Regions from separate parts of the Mus musculus genome. Here region 1 is linked to region 2. A link is a contact called in public promoter capture Hi-C data. All regions are on one chromosome and are shown on one strand. Each heading gives the region's core, a stretch centred on a gene start, on an enhancer-like site or on the middle of the called end of the contact. The rest is flanking DNA. Distances are from core to core; before and after follow the strand shown. Region 1 has its middle 5.6 kb from the start of Acaca. Region 2 holds the start of Mmp28 (matrix metallopeptidase 28 (epilysin)).

Region 1 (3,641 bases), core at 874-3,373, 730 kb before region 2:
GACCTTTTCTAAAACATAAAAAAGATGACTTATACAAAATCTGGCAATCTAAATTAAATCCCAGAATCCACATAGCAAGTTGTCCTCTGACCTCCACAGGTATGCTATGGCTTACACAAGCACAAACCCTAATAAAATAGCTAACCTTTTTTTAAAGAAAAAAATAGGATTTAGTTGTTGGTAGGAGGTTAGATGGCTCAGTAAAATGTACTTGCCACCAAGTCTGAAGATCTGAGTTCCACAAAATAAAAGGACTCCTGAAAGTTGACTTCCACATATGTAAGCTCAATTCCCCCCCCCCCCATATGTGAGGTATGTATGTCTTCTCTCCCCCACTCCCTCACAGACACAGACACAGACACACACAGTAAATGTATAAAAAATTAAGAAATTTAGTTTTTGGTTCAATATCTACAAACAGCCAGATATATTCTGGGAAAGCAGGAAAAGTACTAAGTAACTAGGTAAACCCACAAAGCCAAAAGTCACACAGAATCTCCAAAGCATTTCACCTATGCACATGAAGGAACTAAGTAAAGCAAGGACCAGCTGAGCTTGTTTCAGAAGCTTCTGATCATTTCCACTTCCCCGAATCTCAGGAGGCCAGCAACCAGCCGGACCAAAGGCTACGGAGGCCGGCTACCAGCCGGACCAAAGGCTACGGCTCGCTCTCCAGCAAGGGTCAGGTTCCAGGCTGGAGAATACCAACAAGAGGAAAAGGTACCCTTACCACACTAAAGCTGGGTACATGAAGTAAACATAGTAAGACCTCACAGGAGCTTTTGTAGACTCTGAACAGCTGAAACACTGGGGTTGGGTAGGATGGAGGTGTTAGAGAATGCAGGGACCTTAAGCTTGCAACACTGAGGTGCCTAAGTTTCCCACCAGATGGTCCTTCGATGCAGCTAACAGTCAGTAAGGCCCAAACTGTCACAAGCTCTCATCACCTCTTCCATCCACCTTCTAAAATACAAGCAGGCAACTAAGTATTATTATTACCAGATGTCTGAAAAAGTATCCAAATGAAAGAATCAAGAACAAATAACCACTTGTAAAGTCAAAAACCACATAACCAAAGAGTATGAAAAACAAAATATAACTATGGGGATAAAATAGAAAGATAGAAGGGCTCAATTCCACTTCTGTGTTTACTCCCTCCAGTCACAAAACCCTAGTCAGTCCATGAGAAAATACTAGACCAATTCAAATTGAAGGACAGTCTTCAAACTTGAAAGTCACTGAGAAAGGTTAAAAACTTTCACAGAGAAAGTACATAACCACCACACTCAAAGCAGTACCATGATTGAGCTACCTGACAGGAAAACCCTATGTGGGTAGAGGGGTAAAGTCTGAAAAATGTCTGCAGCAAACAATACTCTCTAATGAGAATTTCTACTGCTTCTTGTGTGTGTGTGTGTGTGTGTGTGTGTGTGTGTGTGTGTGTGTGTGTGTGTGTGTTGGGACTGAGCAACCCAAAGCCTCCAGAGGCTGGGTAAATGTCCTGTCAGTAAGCACACGCAATATCCAATGTTAACTTCTTAGGTTTGATAAAGGTACTGTGACCATGTGAGATGTCCGTACTGAGTGAAGCTTAGTCAAAAGTGTGCAGAGCTCTCTGTGGAATATTCCCACTCAACTTTTCTTTAAGTCTAAAATTACTACCTAAAAAAGTCAAAATCTAAAGAGCTATCATTGCTATCCTAAGGCATCTAAGAGAGAATATTACATATGCAAAACACAAATGGTATACTTTTAAAAGAAATACTAAAAATAACAAATATATACATGTGTTGGCACAGGCCTGTGATTCCAGGAGGCTCACATCAAGTTCAGGGCTAGCCTTGACTACACAAAAAGTCTCTGTCTCAGAAAAAAAAAATACAAAGAAAAAAAACCTAGAAATAATTTCTTTTATTTTTTACTACAGTATCTCATTGTTACAAAGGCTGATCTCAATTTTGTGGGCTCGAGTGAGTGATCTCATATTTAAGTTTACATTTAAAGATGAATATTACTTGTTACAGTTTGTTCATTTATTTGTCTGTGTCCATATACAAGTGTGTGTGTGTGTGTGTAAGTTAAAAGACAACCTGAGGGAGTCTGATCCTCCTCCCACCACTTGAGTCCTGGGGTTGAAACTCAAACACTCAGGCTTGGCCAGAAAGTGCCCTTACCCACTACTGAGCCATCTCACTGGCCCAGAAATAATTCTTAAAGCTTAAAAACAAAAAAAATAAATAAATAAGTAGTAAGAAAGATTTTTTAATTAAAAAAAAGCAGTAAAAACATATCTGTGGATCATAACACTCCCTGACAAAATACATGAATATTTTTAAAACTTAAAGTTAAAAATATAATTGCAGCAATAAAAATACTTACTACAAAAAGATAAAAGATACAACTATGGAAATGTACTCATGAATCAGAAAAAGTTAAGGAGATAAACAATAAGAAACAAAGAAAGTTAAAGAGCCTACTAAAAAGGCCCAATTATGAAAAACAGCTCCCAAAAGAACAAAATCAAGGGCAAATAATAATAATAGTAATAATAATAATACAATTCAATTAAAAACTTCCCCGTATGAGAGGGCATGACTTTCAAATTAAGACGGGTCGCTAATAAGCTGTATGAGTAGATCTATGGTAGAGTCCTTGCCTAGTATCCATGAAGCCCTGGGTTCAATCCCCAGATAGGAAAAGAGAAAGACAGAGAGACAGAGACAGAGACAGAAAGAGAGAGACAGGGAGAGTGTGTGTGTCCATAGAGTACCTATCACAAAAAGAACACAAGAGAAGATCTGATAAACTTCCAGAGAGGAAAAAAAGTGTCTTCATGCAAATAGTCAAGATTCAGGATGCTGGTGGGCCAGCTGTGGCAGGCTTTTAATCTCAGCTACTCATGAAGCCGAGGCAAGACAACACAGTGAGTTCAAAGTCTGAGTACAGTTAGACACTATCTCACTTTTTAAAAAAAAAAAAAAGCCCAGAAAAAAAAGCCTTGTGACGCGCACCTTTAATCTCACTACTCAGGAGGCAGAGGCAGGCATAGATTGCTGTGAGTTTGAGGCTAACTTGATCTATGTGTTAAGTTTCAGGATAGCTCCCATCTCCAAAAAAAAAAAAAGGAAAAAGGAAAAGGTATTGAGTAAGTAAGGAGATGAGTAAGAAATATTAAATGGAAATATAAATCACATATTTTTACATTTATGTTAAATGAGGGGGTAGCATAAGTGAGTGAACTTGAACCAGAAAATGTCCTAATTATTAAAAGAAATAAGCAGAAGTATGTATGAGTTCTTCAGCTTAGTTTGAAATGACTCATAAAAAAATAATACATACACATAATAATAGGAGAGCAGTAAAGCAAATGTGACAAAATGTTAAAAATGGATGAATCTAGATCAAGGGAACATTGATATTTATTGCATTATTCTTTGTAAGCTGAAATTTTTTAAATAAAAAGTTAAAAATTATTTTCCTCCCATGTATTCTTTCTCAAGATGCCACTAAAGACTATTCCCCACAAAAGTGGGGGAAATAAACCAAGTGTGTGGAAGCTGTGGGACATGAATTCTCCAGCCCAGAAAAGACAGGAAAGAAATCCCTAGCGTGATAGTGACGAGGGGGCCAGGATGACCATG
Region 2 (3,495 bases), core at 638-3,137:
ACCCAGCCGTGGTGCTAGTGTAAAAGGTCCATGGGTGGGATTAACCGGGCATTCATAGAAATCCATGCCTGCATTCTTCCAGATGCCTAGTAATCTAGAGACCCACCGCTCCCTCTCCCCCTTTCTTATTAGCGTAACCGAAATGGACTCTCTGAGATGTGCCAGAGAAGATGGAGAGAATCTAACTGGAGAAAGAATTGGCAAGCCCAGATTGGACTTCAGCTTGGAGTCTCCTCTCAGATAGGAATCCCTTACTGACACTTGCCCAAAGCTCCCTGAGCCTGTGTTTTTGAGCCTGTTAAAATCCACCCATTAGGCAAGGCTACCATGTGCTTGCCATATCCATAACTCATATACATACCCTAAAGTTGCCAGCTAAATTATAAGATGCCCAGCTGAACTTTGTCTCAATTGATCACGTCTAGTATGCCTGTCCCACACACCATATGACATCCACCCATGTTGGACAACTGTTAATGTGATTCTGAAGTTTAGTTGAGGACTGTACTTTTATTGGCTATCTCTAGTAACTCCCTCCCACTCTCCTTCAGAATCTCTTCTATGGGCCACCAAAGCTTGTCCACATTTTGTCTTGTTCCTACTGAGAATTTACATTGTAGGCCATGTAGGTAGACTGAAAGCTCTCAGAGGACAAAGCTCAAGCTCCAGGCATCACTTCTGAGGAGACTCCCCCACTGCATAGTTAAGCAAACCCATCTCCAATTCTGCTCCCAGCCGCCTCTGGCACAGGGATTGTCTGCCCAAGGGAAGGGTGGCTTTTTCTCATTGGTCTTTCTCCCCAGAGATGGGTGCCCCCTTTTCATTGGTTAGTTGGAAGCTATGGGGGAAGAGGGTGCTGTTTCCAATTATTGCCGCAGGGAACGCCTGTTTATAAAGATGGGGATGTGTAGGCAAAGAATTTTTTCCAATTCCTCTACCCCAGTAGCGTCTTTCTAATAGCACAAGACTTTGAGGGTAGTTGAGGCCCTGAGCCTCGGGTTATAACACTGCATTACTTTTTTTTGTTTAGCGTTTAATAGAGTTCAGATTATTTTTACAACCCTCATCCGACCCCAGAAAGATGAAGTCCAAATGTCCTGGGTTCATTTGCATTTTACATATGAGTGGACTGAGATAGCAACCTGTGCTCACTCTCCAAGATAACACTTTTGCTCAGTATGTGTGGAGCAAAGGCTGTCAGAGAAGTCTTTCCACTCTGTTCTTACACACTGTATAGGCTATACAGTCTTTTGCTCTGTGTGCCCTTCATGTTCATACTGTTCTGGGAACTAAATGCCAGATACTCTCCTACTGATGAAGATCATCGACACTTGAAGTCGATGATCCTTTACCATGGGTGGCACCACTGAGCCCTGCTGTTTGTGTTCTGACTGATACCAGGCATCATGCAAGCTTACTAATGTACAGGCATGATCTCATTGAATCTTCCCTCAAACGCCAAAATCTATGTATGTATGTATTATCCCCATTTTCCCGTGATAAGAGGTTCAGAAAAGGTGACAAGACCACACAGCTTTCTGGTGGCTGGGTCGCAGAGCATTTGACTCAGAGCATTTCCAAAGGAGCCCTTCTCAAACTCAAGCCCCAGCTCCCTGACCCCAGTCCTGGCTTCTCTTCCCGCAGTCAAGTGTCTTGCCCCTCGCTTGACTGAAATAGGCCTCAATAGGCCAGGACCCCTCTTTACCAAAGTCTTAAATAACTGAAGGACTAGGAGTCCTATCCTCCCGCGCCCTTTTTGGGAAACTGGAACCAAGCACAGAGTTGCGGCAGGAGCCGGGAGCGGCTACACCGCTGGCGGAAGAGGCTAGGGCTGGCAGCCGGGTTGGTGGGTGGGGCGGCGGCCGGCACTCCCGCCCCTCTCCGCCCCCTCGGTCCTCCGGTTGACTGACCCACAGGCAGGCATCGCGGGTGCCGGACAACCTCGGGCGGCGGTGGAACCAGGCGCTAGGGACCCTGGGGACCTGGTGGGTCCGCACGCGGGCCGCGACGAACTGGCATCCGTGGGAGTCGGGCACAGCTGACCACCACCCCCCAGCAGCTCGCTGCGATGGTGGCTGGCGTGAGTCTCCTGCTGCGCGCCCTGCCGCTGCTGCTGTGGGGCTGCCAGGACGCACAGCCCACCCAGCACGGACTCCCGGAGCTGCGCCAGGAGGCAGAGGTACCGGGTGTGCCTGGCGGAGAGGGGGACATCACCCGCGGTCCCCTCTGAGCGACCATTTGTGTCCCTTTGCCCTGACAGCTTACAAAGAAAGAGACAGGACAGAGTTACTCCCTAAGCCAGAGTTGTTGGGACTACACAGGCCTGCAATCCCGCATTAACTAGCAGGGTCAGGACACAGCTACCAGACAGGACGGGCAGGCTAGAGCCCGGAGAGAACCCCACCTTCACCGCTAAGCTGAGGTGACAAGCTGCTCACCGATCAAATGTCTCCACACCTTGAGTGCCTTGCAGAGGGTACTGCTGACTGACCAGAGTGACTGTGGCCTCCTGGCTTGCACTTTCCTACTTATTGAAAGCAAGCCTTTTAAACTGCTCAAAACTAGTTCGATCTGTCACATGGGACTGCAGAGGCGAGTATTAGGGAGCTTTAAATAGTGGTTTTGGACTAAAAGTGAGAAAAGAGGAAGAGACAGGTGAACCTCAAAAGATTTCTCATTTCATTTTCCTCGGTTCTGCTTGGCGCGGGTAGCACAGTGGAACCTTTGTGAGGTGAAGTGAGGTTGGTGTAAAGGGTGTGTTTTCTACTTTGTGATTGCACTAGCAACAATTTCACGTGTGTGCGCATACACACACAGATAGACAGACAGACAGACACACCAAGAAGCATCTGTTTCTTTTCTCAAGAATAGGACCTAGGTCTCCATCCACTATTGTAAGAAGAGACGGGAATAAGCTTTCAACATTTGAGTCCAGCTTCTGTGCCCAGACTTGCTCCCCTGCCCTGCTTCTCCTATTTTCACTAGCTCCCATCACTGCTGGGGAATATCTGGAAACGACCTTGTCTTGACAGGTAATCCTCTCGGGCTCATTCAGCTCTCCCTTTGCAATAGAGGAGGCAACGCTCCCCTTTCACATATAAGGATTCGCTTGTCTCTCTGGATTTACTCTTACAGCATCAAGAGTCCTAAGGTCCCAGGGAAGGCTTCTGCCTACAAAGCCAAGTCTTGCTATGAGTCCCACCCCGCTTCCCCTTAGGCAATCCCTGGCAGAGGAACAGAGACCGTATCTCTGCTGCCCATGCCTGTGGTGGCCCCAGATGGTGAGAATTTCATCTTGGGGTGTGCTTGGGAAACTTAGTATCTAGCAGACTGAGTCCCTTTTGATCTGTTTAACATAAATTGGGGGAAGGGGATTTTAAGCTTTGGGCAAAAAAAAAAGTTTTAAAAGTATACATGCGCCGGGTGTGGTGGCGCACACCTTTAATCCCAGCACTTGGGAGGCAGAGGCAGGCGGATATCTGAGTTCGAGGCCAG

What was found. Promoter capture Hi-C pulls out the DNA fragments that hold promoters and counts their contacts.
Region 1: a contact with region 2 is called in a promoter capture Hi-C map of the C10 cell line, with 2.4 times the contacts expected there. The contact joins the enhancer-like site here to the promoter of Mmp28 in region 2. A contact is called at or near these places in 3 of 39 promoter capture datasets (the C10 cell line, cranial neural crest and pre-B cells) and 4 of 115 datasets of contacts at active chromatin or transcription factors (bone marrow-derived macrophages, large pre-B cells, pancreatic cancer cells and 1 more).

Annotation. Positions count from the first base shown.
Region 1 is chr11:84,188,058-84,191,698 of GRCm38.p6, reverse strand. It overlaps a transcript of Acaca not described here. Among named protein-coding and RNA genes, the nearest start is that of Acaca, 5.6 kb to the left of the region's middle. Within about 2 kb of position 2,123, at least 6 of the 459 cell types and tissues checked have an H3K27ac peak or open chromatin away from gene starts, as enhancers often do.
Region 2 is chr11:83,461,432-83,464,926 of GRCm38.p6, reverse strand. Mmp28 (matrix metallopeptidase 28 (epilysin)) reads left to right here and starts at 1,887. Exons shown (of 8, transcript NM_001320300.1): 1 at 1,887-2,179. The coding sequence starts at 2,069.